3 separate regions of the Muntiacus reevesi genome follow, and regions 1 and 3 are each linked to region 2. Evidence: chromatin contacts called from public Hi-C data. All regions are on one chromosome and are shown on one strand. The core of a region is the stretch at or near the end of the contact, and the rest is flanking DNA. Distances in the headings are between cores, read along the strand shown. Region 1 holds the start of DNAAF2 (dynein axonemal assembly factor 2). Region 2 holds the start of NEMF (nuclear export mediator factor). Region 3 holds the start of VCPKMT (valosin containing protein lysine methyltransferase).

Region 1 (3,791 bases), core at 488-2,987, 130 kb before region 2:
TAAGAATTCAACAGCAGGACTGGTTGAGCAGATTTGGGTAGAGCCATACAATGGGATTCTAAGCAGCCATTCAAATTTATAGAAGAATATTTATTGACTGAGGTAGTTATTAATTGCTGCTGCTACTGCTAAGTCGCTTGAGTTATGTCCAACTCTGTGCGACCCTATAGACGGCAGCCCACCAGGCTCCCCCGTCCCTGGGATTCTCCAGGCAAGAACACTGGAGTGGGTTGCCATTTCCTTCTCCGAGTTACTAATTGGTAGTTGTTAAATTCAGTGGTCATTTTTCTGTCCTCATTTTGTTGACAGCCTCAGCAACATTTAACATAATGTTGGCATTACCTCAATGACAAGACACTATCCAGGTTTTCCTCCTACCTCATCAGATACAGTTCCTGTGGTTTCCCCACACAGAGACCAAGTGTTGGTTTTTTCCATAGCACAGAAATCTCAGCCCACTCCCCTCTTGTGTGATCTACCTGGCCTCTTAAGGCATAATGTCACATGAAAGTGCTTTAGACCCAGATTTCTGAGGTGAAGTCAGCCATGCTGATTAAACACCAAGAGGGGAGAGCACACCACCTCTGTTGTTCCTCAACAGTATTAGCTCTGGGTACTCCTGCCGTACTGTTTGTCTGCTACCCCATTTTTCAGATCTGTGCTTCCTTTTAATTTCCAGACAATGTCTACCATTAACTGGTTCTAATTCCTGTCTTATTCTAATAATTATAATTCTGCTAATTATAATTCTAATAATTATAATTAACTGCTCTGCTTCATCTTTCTTCACCTTGCTAACCCCTAAATGCACCCTGTATTTCTAGGCATTAAATGTGTTCCTAAAGAAATCTTTCATGTTTAGCTGTAATGGTTCTTGAAACTAGACCAACAATCTGGCAGTGTCTATTTCAGTACCACTTTCAAGGCCTAGATTGTAAATTTTTCCAAGTAATCTAGTAGCTTTTGGAATTATGCCTTGATTTCACTTTTAATCAAAATTTCCAGGCTATTCTTGAGATTAAAGCTCAATCTTGCTCTTTTAACATCAGGTCTTTTCGAATATTTTGAAAATTTACATCTTCAAACCATATCTCAAATTGCCACTTTATCCTTAACCACAATTCGCAATATCACAATATTCAGATTAAATTTCTTGAGGAATTTCCTTCAATGTCATTTTAGTTTTTTTATTAGTATCCCTTCCCCAAAAAGCTAAGTTTCTTTGAAAGAAGGGTATTCCATTCCAAATTGTCTATAATATTAAGATTATTCCTACGTTTGAAACACTCTTTGTACCTTTAACAATGTCCTATCACTCAGATTCATTTCTGGGCTTTCATTGTAGTTGAAACTAAGGGGATGGTGTTGAGAGGTTATGCCCAAAATAGAAAAACAGGGCTGCTTCAAAGTGAATATAACTCCTCTTAAAGGTAAAAACTGTGGGGACAATATTTTTAAATTTTCAGTGCCAAAAGGTAATGTAATGAATATCTCAGTAATATCCTGAAACAACAGTTTTCACTATCATTAGAATAAATTCTATGACTTGAAATTTAAACAATTTGAAATTATTAAATACACCATTAAGACTCTTGCGGTGAACAATTAGCATGTGAATTGTTCAATCGCTCCCACGCCAGACTCCCCTCTCCTTCACTGCCTCCTGAAGTTTGCTCAAGTTCATATCCAAGCATATAACTAGTATAGGAATAATGAAATTTAAATTTTTATATACCAATGTATACTTAGATTATGTATTTTTACACATTTTCATATTTTCCTTACGATTATACAGAAAATATTTTCCTATGAAACTCTGTAAAGTATACCATTATGTTTATAAAAAAATTTTATAAATAGAAATTTTAAACAAGACATTCTAAAGTTTACCATAATTTTATTATAATTTAATAACAGAATTATATAAAATAAGCAGATGATTGATGAATTCTGTTTCTTCAGATGGTCTAAGAATCTCAAAACCCTTGAAGTTTGCTGAAAATAGAAAATATTCATAAAATTAAACATCTTGGAAAGCTAAGTTATACCTTTCTTAATATCTAGTTTTAATTTTAAAAATAGGTCAATACATGCATATTGCTCCAAATTCCAAAGGGGACAGAGTGGAAAATAAGCCTGTCTCACTCTATTTCTGTTCTCTAGAAGCAACAGTTATATCCTTACAAAGACTGTCTAATCATATATAAAGTACTGTCTAATCGCATATAAGCATGCATAGGGATAAATGCTTTAAAAACACAAACACAAGTGGTAGAATACATGAACACTATTCTATGCCTTTTTTTCAACTAGTAATAAATACACAATATATATATAATTTTAACTAATCCTTTATGGCTTTGAAATTAATGTAATTTAGAAAAGTCAGAATATAACTTTTAAATAGGTATATATTTAAACTATTTACTTTGCTGTTATAAAAACTACAGTAAAAACAGCTTTACCCACTTTTATGCATAAACCCAAGTATACCTATAGGATAAATTCCTAGAAATGAAATAGATGGTATATGCAGTTGAGGTCTTAAGAAATCTTGTTCAGTTGCCCTCTATAGAGGTTTTTTTTGTTTTGTCTTGTTTTTACTATTTTTATTCTGACCAACTATTGTGTGAGAGTGGGTGTTTCTCTTGTACATCACTAACATGTTTTTAAATAAAACTACTACATTTGAAAGCACATGTTGAAACAGGGTTAACCTCAGTCCACTTTGGCTACATTTCTGTGTTAACTCTAAAATATGATTTCACAAATATTCTAAGAAAAAATTATTTTTAGGAGAAACTAAGTATTATGTATAAATATAAGTTATTTCACTAAATTAGTTATTTCACAAAATTATTTCACTGTATCATAAAAATTTTTTCTCTCAAAACAAAGGAAAAAGCATACATCAACTTGTTTGATCTAGCACTGAAAAAACTCCTCAAATTATCACTACTAAATTATAGTTTGGAAATTAGGTCAAGGGTTTTAGTATCTGACTCCACAGATGATAAATGGACCAACTATGTCAACAATAGTCAATATCAGGGAATACATGTAACTCCATGGCTGATTCATGTCAATGTATGACAAAACCCACTGAAATGTTGTGAAGTAATTAGCCTCCAACTAATTAAAAAAAAAAAAAAACAGATACAAGTGTGGATCCCTGGGAAAAGATGGCAGGTTAAACACATGTAATTTCACTAAAAAAAAAAAAAAAAATAGTCAATATCAATTGCAAGTCAAGGCCTGTGCTAGAAACTTTAAAAGGGACAGGCACATAAGTGACTTCTCATTCAGCATGTTAAAAACTGTCATAGAAGTCTGTATACAGTACTTAAAACACTAAACAATTCTGCATGTCATTCAGGAAACGTTATAAGAAATTTAACTGGTGTCCTGTGCCATCATGATTAATAAATCAGTTAAACCTATTGTGGTTTTTCTATCTCTAGAATATTAAATGGTTTGCTAAGATAGATATAATAAAAGGATAAAAGTTAGGGAAAGAAGGAAATTCAGGTAAGAGAAAAATACAGATCAAAAAAGATGAGGCCAGAGCCACAGCCAACATTTATGCTAGTAATTCCTTCTGCTGTAGAGGTGGGCCACACATTTGGCTGTGCTCCTGGCAGCTAAAGCAAAGGGAGTCTATCAGATTTACAGTTTTCCCAAGATGGAAATGAACAGTTGCTTGGGACAGGCACAAATTTCTTCTGTTCTGACACCTGTTGAAAGTGCTCACTATTGGTTTTCATAGCAGAATAAGTTTCATATGTCTGTTA
Region 2 (4,075 bases), core at 488-2,987:
ATGTCATTGAGTATTCCAACAAAATACATACTGGCAGCTGAAAAGTGAACTGTGGGAGACAAGGATAGCGAAGGGGGCAGAAAACAGAAAGCCAAGAATGCTGGGGTGTAGGATATAGACTCAGATATCATAGAATTGTAAAAGGTGGGATAACTAATCAAAATGATGCTTTAGAAAAATCAGTGTTGGTCTGAAACAAAAATTTTTTGATAGTGGGAAGCATAGAGTTAAAAGACTATAACGTCCAGCTCTATAAAAGCTTGAATTAGAATGGTAACTTTGGGAAGGAAAGATCTGGAACACAGAGTGGTGTGATGGGTAAAAGGGAGAAGTTAATAAACATCTCCTTTATTCATCCGGTATGTCTCAACTACTCTGTATTTATCTGTTTTATTTATACCAAGGAAGAAAAACCAGTTTATAACTTCAGTTGTTAGTGACCATTCTCAGGGCCTTAACATTTAGCTTCAAGTATAATAAAGTTTACCTTCATGGCAAAACTAGACGGCATCATATTCTTAGGCCACTCAAATTCTGTTGTGTGAATTCGTATGCCAGATTCGAGTAAAAGTGTAGCTTTAAAGTCTGGTCTGTAGAAGAAAAAAGTCAAAATTTCTTTAGGGTTCTACCAGCACTAACGGTAGGCTTTTTTTTTTTTTTTTTTAATTAAATACAAAAGATAAAACAAGCCTATAAAATGCTCTTACTTTTGAAGACGAATAAGATACGTTTTATTATCCACATCGTAAACATTGTTTACTCTCATTCCTAGCAAGCTGCAAAAAGAAAGAAAACATGTAACAAATCATACTACCATTTGAAACATAATACTTGCCACAACTTAAAGCAATACGCGGAAGCACAGCCTGCCAAAGAGGGAATCCTTAAAAGACAGGGAGTCAACCAGAAGTGCAGAGGCTGAAGGCCAGTAACCTTCTGCCCAAACCTCGAATGTAACTTTTAAAAAAGGGATAGATCAGCTCCAGGAACACCATACAATGCTTTGAGTTTTTTTAAGTGATCCAATACATATATTAGGAAATACAGTCAAATCTAACTCAATTAATTACAGAAGAAAAAATGTAAACGAAGCCCTGAGAAATATGACAAGGCTCACACAGCTAAATAATATTAATAAAAACCGAACCAGAATGCAGATCTCCGGCCGAATCTGTTATCTCCAGCTAAAACTCTCTGGGGTGAGGAGGAGAGTCAACGAAACCAAGCACCTGGTCTGGAAACCTCTGGAACTAATGACTTACTCTGGTGTCCTGGAGTCCAACTGACTTCTTTTAGTAAACGTTTCCTGCCAGACTGGGGCGACTCAGGTCGGCAAGCCGAGAGCCCTGCCAAAGTAGGACGCAAGACCTGGCGAGACCAGCAGCCCACGAGAGCCGAGGGGTGGAGCGCGCGGCCGCCGGGGTCCCCCCGGTATCCTCAGGGCCACGGAAAGATGTCACGCGCTCGCCCACTCAGGCCTAGCCAGGTCTATTGGAGAACAGCACCGGGGCGGGGGGGACGACACAAGGCCGTTCTTATTTCTATGGTGGGGCCATGGCCTCTGCCTCCTGCACGCCCCGCACAAGCTCGGTCACCCGTCGTACAGTACCTGGCATTCAGCTCCGCAAGGACCGCACGGAGGTCAACGGTGCTAAAGCGGGTCTTCATGGCGAGCCTTGAGGGTCGCTACCGCAGTTTCCGCCACTGCCGGCCTGACTCAACGCCGCTACTCTTATGCGCAGGCGCACTGGGCGGATCTACGGCCGCGCGGAAGATCCAATACTCCTTGAAGCGAACGTCTTTGCGTCACATTTTGTGAAGCGTTCGGCGGCAGTCAAGTCGTGGTCGATTAGCTTCTCGTCGTACCAAAACAATTCGAAATATATACATATCATTCTCTTGAGACTGCATTTCTTCCTGGAGAGCTTACAAACTAGTCCGGTTACTTTGCTCCCTTGTCTGTCGGGATTCAAGTCAGCCTCCATAGTGACTCCTACTGGTCATAACAATTTATGAGCAACGTACTAGGAGGATGTCCCCAGGTACCGTTCCGTGTACCTGAGCGACGACCACTTTCCCTAGGGCGTACACTGTTGAAATTTAACGCAGTGGACTATTTCATTCGCCCTACCGTTACCCTCAATGATCAAGGCAAACCAACTCTCAAAAAAAAAAAAAAAAAAAATTTCCTATTCTGATAAGTGTTTCTCTCCGAAGAGCATTTTGCGTTTTACTGTGAGACTCATCCATTCTAAGTATTGGGAGGCCCTGGGCTCAGCATAGAACCTGATATACAATAGGGGCTCTATAAATACTTGGCAACCTGAATATTCAGTTGTTTCGCTAGATAATGGTGAAGTAAGACTAAAAATAAAAATGGAAAAATATTAAAATAAGAAAGACTTTTTTAAGGTAAGAATTCAAAAGAGACGGGGTCTCGCTATGTTGCCCAGGCTGGAGTACAGTGGCTATTCACAGGCGCGATCCCACTACTGATCAGCACGGGAGTTTTGACCTGCTCCGTTTCCGACCTGGGCCGGTTCACCCCTCCTTAGGCAACCTGGTGGTCCCCCGCTCCCGGGAGGTCACCATATTGATGCCGAACTTAGTGCGGACACCCGATCGGCATAGCGCACTGCAGCCCAGAACTCCTGAGCTCAAGCGATCCTCCAGCCTCAGCCTCCCGAGTAGCTGGGACTACAGGCGCGCGCCACCGCGCCCGGCGAAGAATCCACACCTACCAGAATTCTAGGGCTTACCGGGTGCAAGTCGTGGCAAGCCGAATTCCCACCAGTAGAAGGCGACTCTAAGTAAAAACGGCTCGATTGATATTTCAGAAAAAACCGGGAATTGTAGATGCTCCAGTTGTAACACGTACAGCGCAGCATTACTGCATCAGATGGCAAAGTAAATCATGCAAAATAGATCAAAATATGCAATAAGCCATTTGAAGGTATTAGGAAAGATGGGGAAACCCCACTAACTGTAGTACAAACAGTAAAAGCGAGAGGTCTAACTGTACATAAATAATATTAAGGTTCTTACGTTGGCTCTTTCAGGCATTTCCCGAATAATGCCTAAATATTTTGCATAAAAGCAATCCACATTGAAAGGGACAACACTCAGATCTTCTTTATAAACAAAAACTGAAATACTTTATGGCAAAACACCCACGTTAGGGACCTAGACCTAGACCCATGAGATAGGAGCAGGGTACTAATTTAAGTAATACATAAGACAGCCACTCGACTAACTCATAGGTAGCTTCTGCTTTGTCTCTCAAGGAAAATGAGCATCAGAAGAAAATACAAGAAAACACATAAGGGGAAGAAGAAGATAAAGATAAGTGTTATAAAGAAACTATCATTTACTATGAATTCTATCATTTCTGGGTTTTGGAATAGTTTCTTGATTTTGAAAAAATTCTGAATCAGGGATACTTAGAGACTTGTGAGAAAAATAAGAGGTAAGAGTAAATGGACAAATCATCCCCATTTTCAAAGAGAAGATAAAGGTGAATATCTGAAACCACTAACAGATTTTATTGGCATTTGTCCCAACTGAAAATTTAGAGGTAGTTATTAATGGATAACTTAGGATCATCTAGAGCTGTGAGTCTCAAGCTTTGGTGTGATTCACTGGTTACTGTGGTGATAGTCAAAGCAAATTCCTGAACACACCACCAGAGATTTTGAATTAACTTTGGCTCAAGGTATCTGCATTTGTAACTGCCAAGATGAATAGGGCCTGTAGCCCATACTTGGAAGTTTACTGATCTCAGGAAGATGAAGTGGTAATCATTAGGAACCAACAGAGTTTCACTTCAAAATAATTTATAGTCTTATAAGACAAGATTGCCCCACCAAAGAGGATTCACGATACAGCAGGAAATCAGTCTTGCAAAAATGTAAACATGGTACTTCTTATTGAGATATATACATGGGAAGAAAGTCTATTTATTTTAATGTTTCTTACTTTTATCATATAATTATTAAAGCCAATTTTATTATATAATTATTGAAACTATTTTTATCTTATTTTTACCATATAATTATATTTATATAATTTATTGATT
Region 3 (3,661 bases), core at 552-3,051, 220 kb after region 2:
GGTGGGCTGTAAAGAATTCTCTCTTTGGGTTCATACAAGCAGAATGTTTTCCCTACTCAAAATTACCACACTATACTGGAACACAAAGTCACACATAGCCTCTCTGAAAGGTAATCCCTACAAAGGTAGATCTAATAGAGTACTCACCTCAAAATATTTTTTCTCGATTTCTGGATTTTTCCCCATTGTTCGCTGTTCATAACAACATATAATACAAGTCTCAAACCCACTGAGATCTTTTAGGGTTTTCAACAATGGCTCCAAAGACTGTTCAAAAAGGAATATGATTTTTGTTAATGACTTTTAAAAACACATATGTTTACTATAAAAGAGGGTAGGGGAGGCAGAGGAGATAATTATAACTCCCTTACAATTCACACATCTTTGAATCAATCCAACCCACTAAACATAGTTACAGCTCTGTAACTAATGATTGGTAAATTCTTAACTAATCAACCATTGTATTAATTTCAGCTTCCAGAGAATGGATTCAAGTGATTGCATTTTGGAGTACCCATGGGTAAAAATGGAGTTGACAGCATTCTTGAAGCTTAATCTAACAGGATTTAAACAATCAACAATTTACTTACCAAAGTAGGTCCAACTTTAACTTGAACATAAGTTGGTTCAATGTTCATTATTGTAAAAAAATGATTGATGCTTACAACACTATACAAATTGATATTTCAAAAGAAAAAAAATTCTATAAATATAATAAATCTTGCCCCAAAACAATGAATCCTTTAGGATGCAACTTACAGCTAACTTAAAAAAAAAAAAGAAATCTTAGCCTTTTACAGGCGATCCAAAAGAAAATATTCTTTAAAAATTTTACGGAAGCCTCTCCTAAAATGCACATAACACTTTTCTCAATAAGCTTCAGGGACCTCTATGTTAATCATGAGTACATACACGTATTTCCTGGTTACCTTTATTTTCTCTTTGTTCATCAACTATGGAACAAATATCCTGCATTCAGAGATGTTAAAATGCTAAGTAATGCGTGCTCCTGAATCCTCGAAATACAGTTTAAGTTTTCTAAAGGAAGAGACTCCACTCATCAAATACTCACCTCTTCGTAGTATATGCAGTCAGCCATCAGTATATAGTCTGGCGGAGAAGGAAAGTCTTCTAATTCTTCCCCCCTTAAAAACGTCAACCACATATTTTAAACTGTTGCTTTACTAATTTATAAGTCTTGTTTTATAAAAAGACCCAGAAATCTCCGTTCGTATTAATCATGCTTTCAGTGAAACGCAATTTAAAGCAAACTACAAATTGTTATCTTAAAACAAGCTGAAAGGCCATACAAACCATTTCAGTACCTTGGCTTGAACAGAACCAGTGACAAGATGCTTGTTCATATTAATATTCATCTTCAGCAAGTCTTGCAATTCCTCAAGATCGGTGACTATGACATCTGCCCTATAAAATAACGTTGATCGAGGTGTAGGCACAAGAGTGGGGAGCCAGGAACCGGGGTTTCCTGAACAAGAGGAGTCCCCTCCCGCCAGGTCTTACCCGAGGGTAGCGGCCATGAGCCCCACAGCCCCGGTGCCCGAGCCCAGCTCTAGCACCGACCGCCGGCTCAGCGCGTGGGCCCCATCGCCGGAAAATCCGGGCGTTTCCAGATATTTAGAAAGGACAATGGCAGCGTCCCAAACAACGCAACCCACGCCGCCGGAGCCATACTGCTGCAGTCGTAACGCCGTGCCATCTCGCTTCTCCAAAACTCGCACAAAGTTCCGCAGGGGATCCTCCCCAGAGGACTCCGGAGAAGCCGCCATCGCTGCCCGGCAACAAGAGGCGCCGCACGCAGCGACGTCACATTCACGCGCACTATTCCGGGCCCCGCCTTGCCAGGGCCCCGGCGCGTGCGCGAAGGCACAAAGCCCGGACGGCAGCACTCTTCCTGCGTGGCCAGCGGTGGGTCGAGGCGCCCCTACGCGCCAAACCGTCTCATTCTTCTCCCCTAAGTTACAAACGTGGCTTAACGAACGGGCAGTTTAAATCACTTTTCCAGACAACGCCAACCTGAGCGTTTTTACCTGGCTGGAGACCGAGTCACACATTTTTTTTTTTTTTTAATTACTGGCTTTAAATCAAGGCAGCTTCCAAGATACTACCAAGTATCTTGGTAGTCTGCTTATCTCGAGTTCCTAATAGGCTCCTAAATTTTCATCTAAATGCATAAAACGGTTGCAGAAAGCTTGTTATTGCGTTTAACGGTGAAGACTGTTTCCCCTCTTCCCTCTAAAGTTTACATCACTTAAATTCTTTGGGATTATGGAATTTAAATTGCACAAAATAACTGAAAATAATGTGTGTATATGTATTACTTGTACAGAACTCGACAGTCTTACCCCCTTGTTCCTTATAATGAAAACACATTTTAAAAGTCTTTTAAAAATTAAGACTGTGTGATTTATTAATCTTGTTAGGAACTCTGATACAAAGCACAGTAAAAGGCCACAGACCAGTAAATAAACAATGTGGCTTTTGGCTACTTTACAACTGCTGCTAGCACTAAGAGCAAAACACGCTTTTTCATCACTTTGAACAGAGGAGTACAAATGGCAAATAAAAGTTTTAATCACTTCTCTGATTAAAAAGTTTAATAAACCTTTAACTGCTGGTTTAAATATTACCAATCTAAAAAAATACTTTAAAAAATTTTAGTTAACATGAGATTTATAGAGAAAGTTACTTGGTTTTGAAGGCAATGCAGTTGGTTCCTATGCCATAAGAAAATTATCCTCCGGATTTATGAATTAGTAAAGTAGCAGATTGTATTATAGGCCTTGAGTCACATAAATTTATATAGGTTATTAGCATTATTTTTAAATATACAATATAAACAAAACTGTACATATATGGCATATTAACTTTGTTTTCCAAAACAATAGGCAACTTGTTAGCTAAAGACACCATAGTCTGCAAAAACAAAAAGGCACATCTGTACAAGATATATGCCCTTTGTCCCTCTATGACTGAGTTAGGTAGTCTTTACATTTTGACAAAATAATAAACACAGTGCATTCTATTATTTTCATTCTATTTTTCACTTTTGTCTTCAGCAGCAAATTCTGGCATTTAAGACATGGCATTGAAGAATTTAAGAATAGTGGGTGTTATTCACAATTTTCGGTAAAAACTAGATGTAAAAACTAAGAGGCTTAAAAATCAGTATCACCACACACCCCCTATATGTGTGTAAATTCACTGCCTTAAATAGTCATCTGTTACTCAAATTTGAAAAATTCCACAAATGCACTATCCCCTTTCAGTGCAATCAATTTTACTTTAAACCATATTTTAGCAGAGTCTACAGTGCAAATATAAATTCCTTATACTGGCCTTTTGGCAGCACTGAGGATCCAAGACAAGGCAATGCTACTGATCACCTGAGGATAATGGTAAATGACTTCTGTATTTTTATTTTTCCAATTCTGAAAAGCTTATTTGATCAGTAGCATTTTTGTAAGAGCATTATTTTTAAAAAGTACTAAAATACTATGCCTTTTTTGAATAAATTAAAAAAAAGAAACTTTACAAATAGCATTCCAGTGTCAATGACTACATGTGGCTAGGGTCACTGAGGAGTCTCCGCGTTCTCTAACAAAGGCAGTCTGTACACTGGGGGGTGTGAGAGCTCCCGTTT

Evidence for each region. Hi-C and Micro-C count contacts between places; a contact is called where the count stands out from the background.
Region 1: a contact with region 2 is called in a Hi-C map of blood, with 3 times the contacts expected there. The contact joins the promoter of DNAAF2 here to the promoter of NEMF in region 2. A contact is called at or near these places in 2 of 3 Hi-C or Micro-C datasets (blood and muscle).
Region 3: a contact with region 2 is called in a Hi-C map of blood, with 2.8 times the contacts expected there. The contact joins the promoter of VCPKMT here to the promoter of NEMF in region 2. A contact is called at or near these places in 2 of 3 Hi-C or Micro-C datasets (blood and muscle).

The regions. Positions count from the first base shown.
Region 1 is chr7:41,198,177-41,201,967 of mMunRee1.1, forward strand. It overlaps DNAAF2 (dynein axonemal assembly factor 2), which reads right to left and starts at 1,738. Exons shown (of 3, transcript XM_065941658.1): 1 at 1-1,738. It overlaps POLE2 (DNA polymerase epsilon 2, accessory subunit), which reads right to left. Exons shown (of 19, transcript XM_065941660.1): 19 at 1,878-1,995. The coding sequence ends at 1,977.
Region 2 is chr7:41,333,076-41,337,150 of mMunRee1.1, forward strand. It overlaps NEMF (nuclear export mediator factor), which reads right to left and starts at 1,738. Exons shown (of 33, transcript XM_065940355.1): 1 at 1,610-1,738; 2 at 708-776; 3 at 488-590. The coding sequence starts at 1,668.
Region 3 is chr7:41,552,606-41,556,266 of mMunRee1.1, forward strand. VCPKMT (valosin containing protein lysine methyltransferase) reads right to left here and starts at 1,802. Exons shown (of 5, transcript XM_065941547.1): 1 at 1,522-1,802; 2 at 1,326-1,425; 3 at 148-267. The coding sequence starts at 1,787. SOS2 (SOS Ras/Rho guanine nucleotide exchange factor 2) reads right to left here. Exons shown (of 23, transcript XM_065940875.1): 23 at 2,400-3,661. The coding sequence ends at 3,593.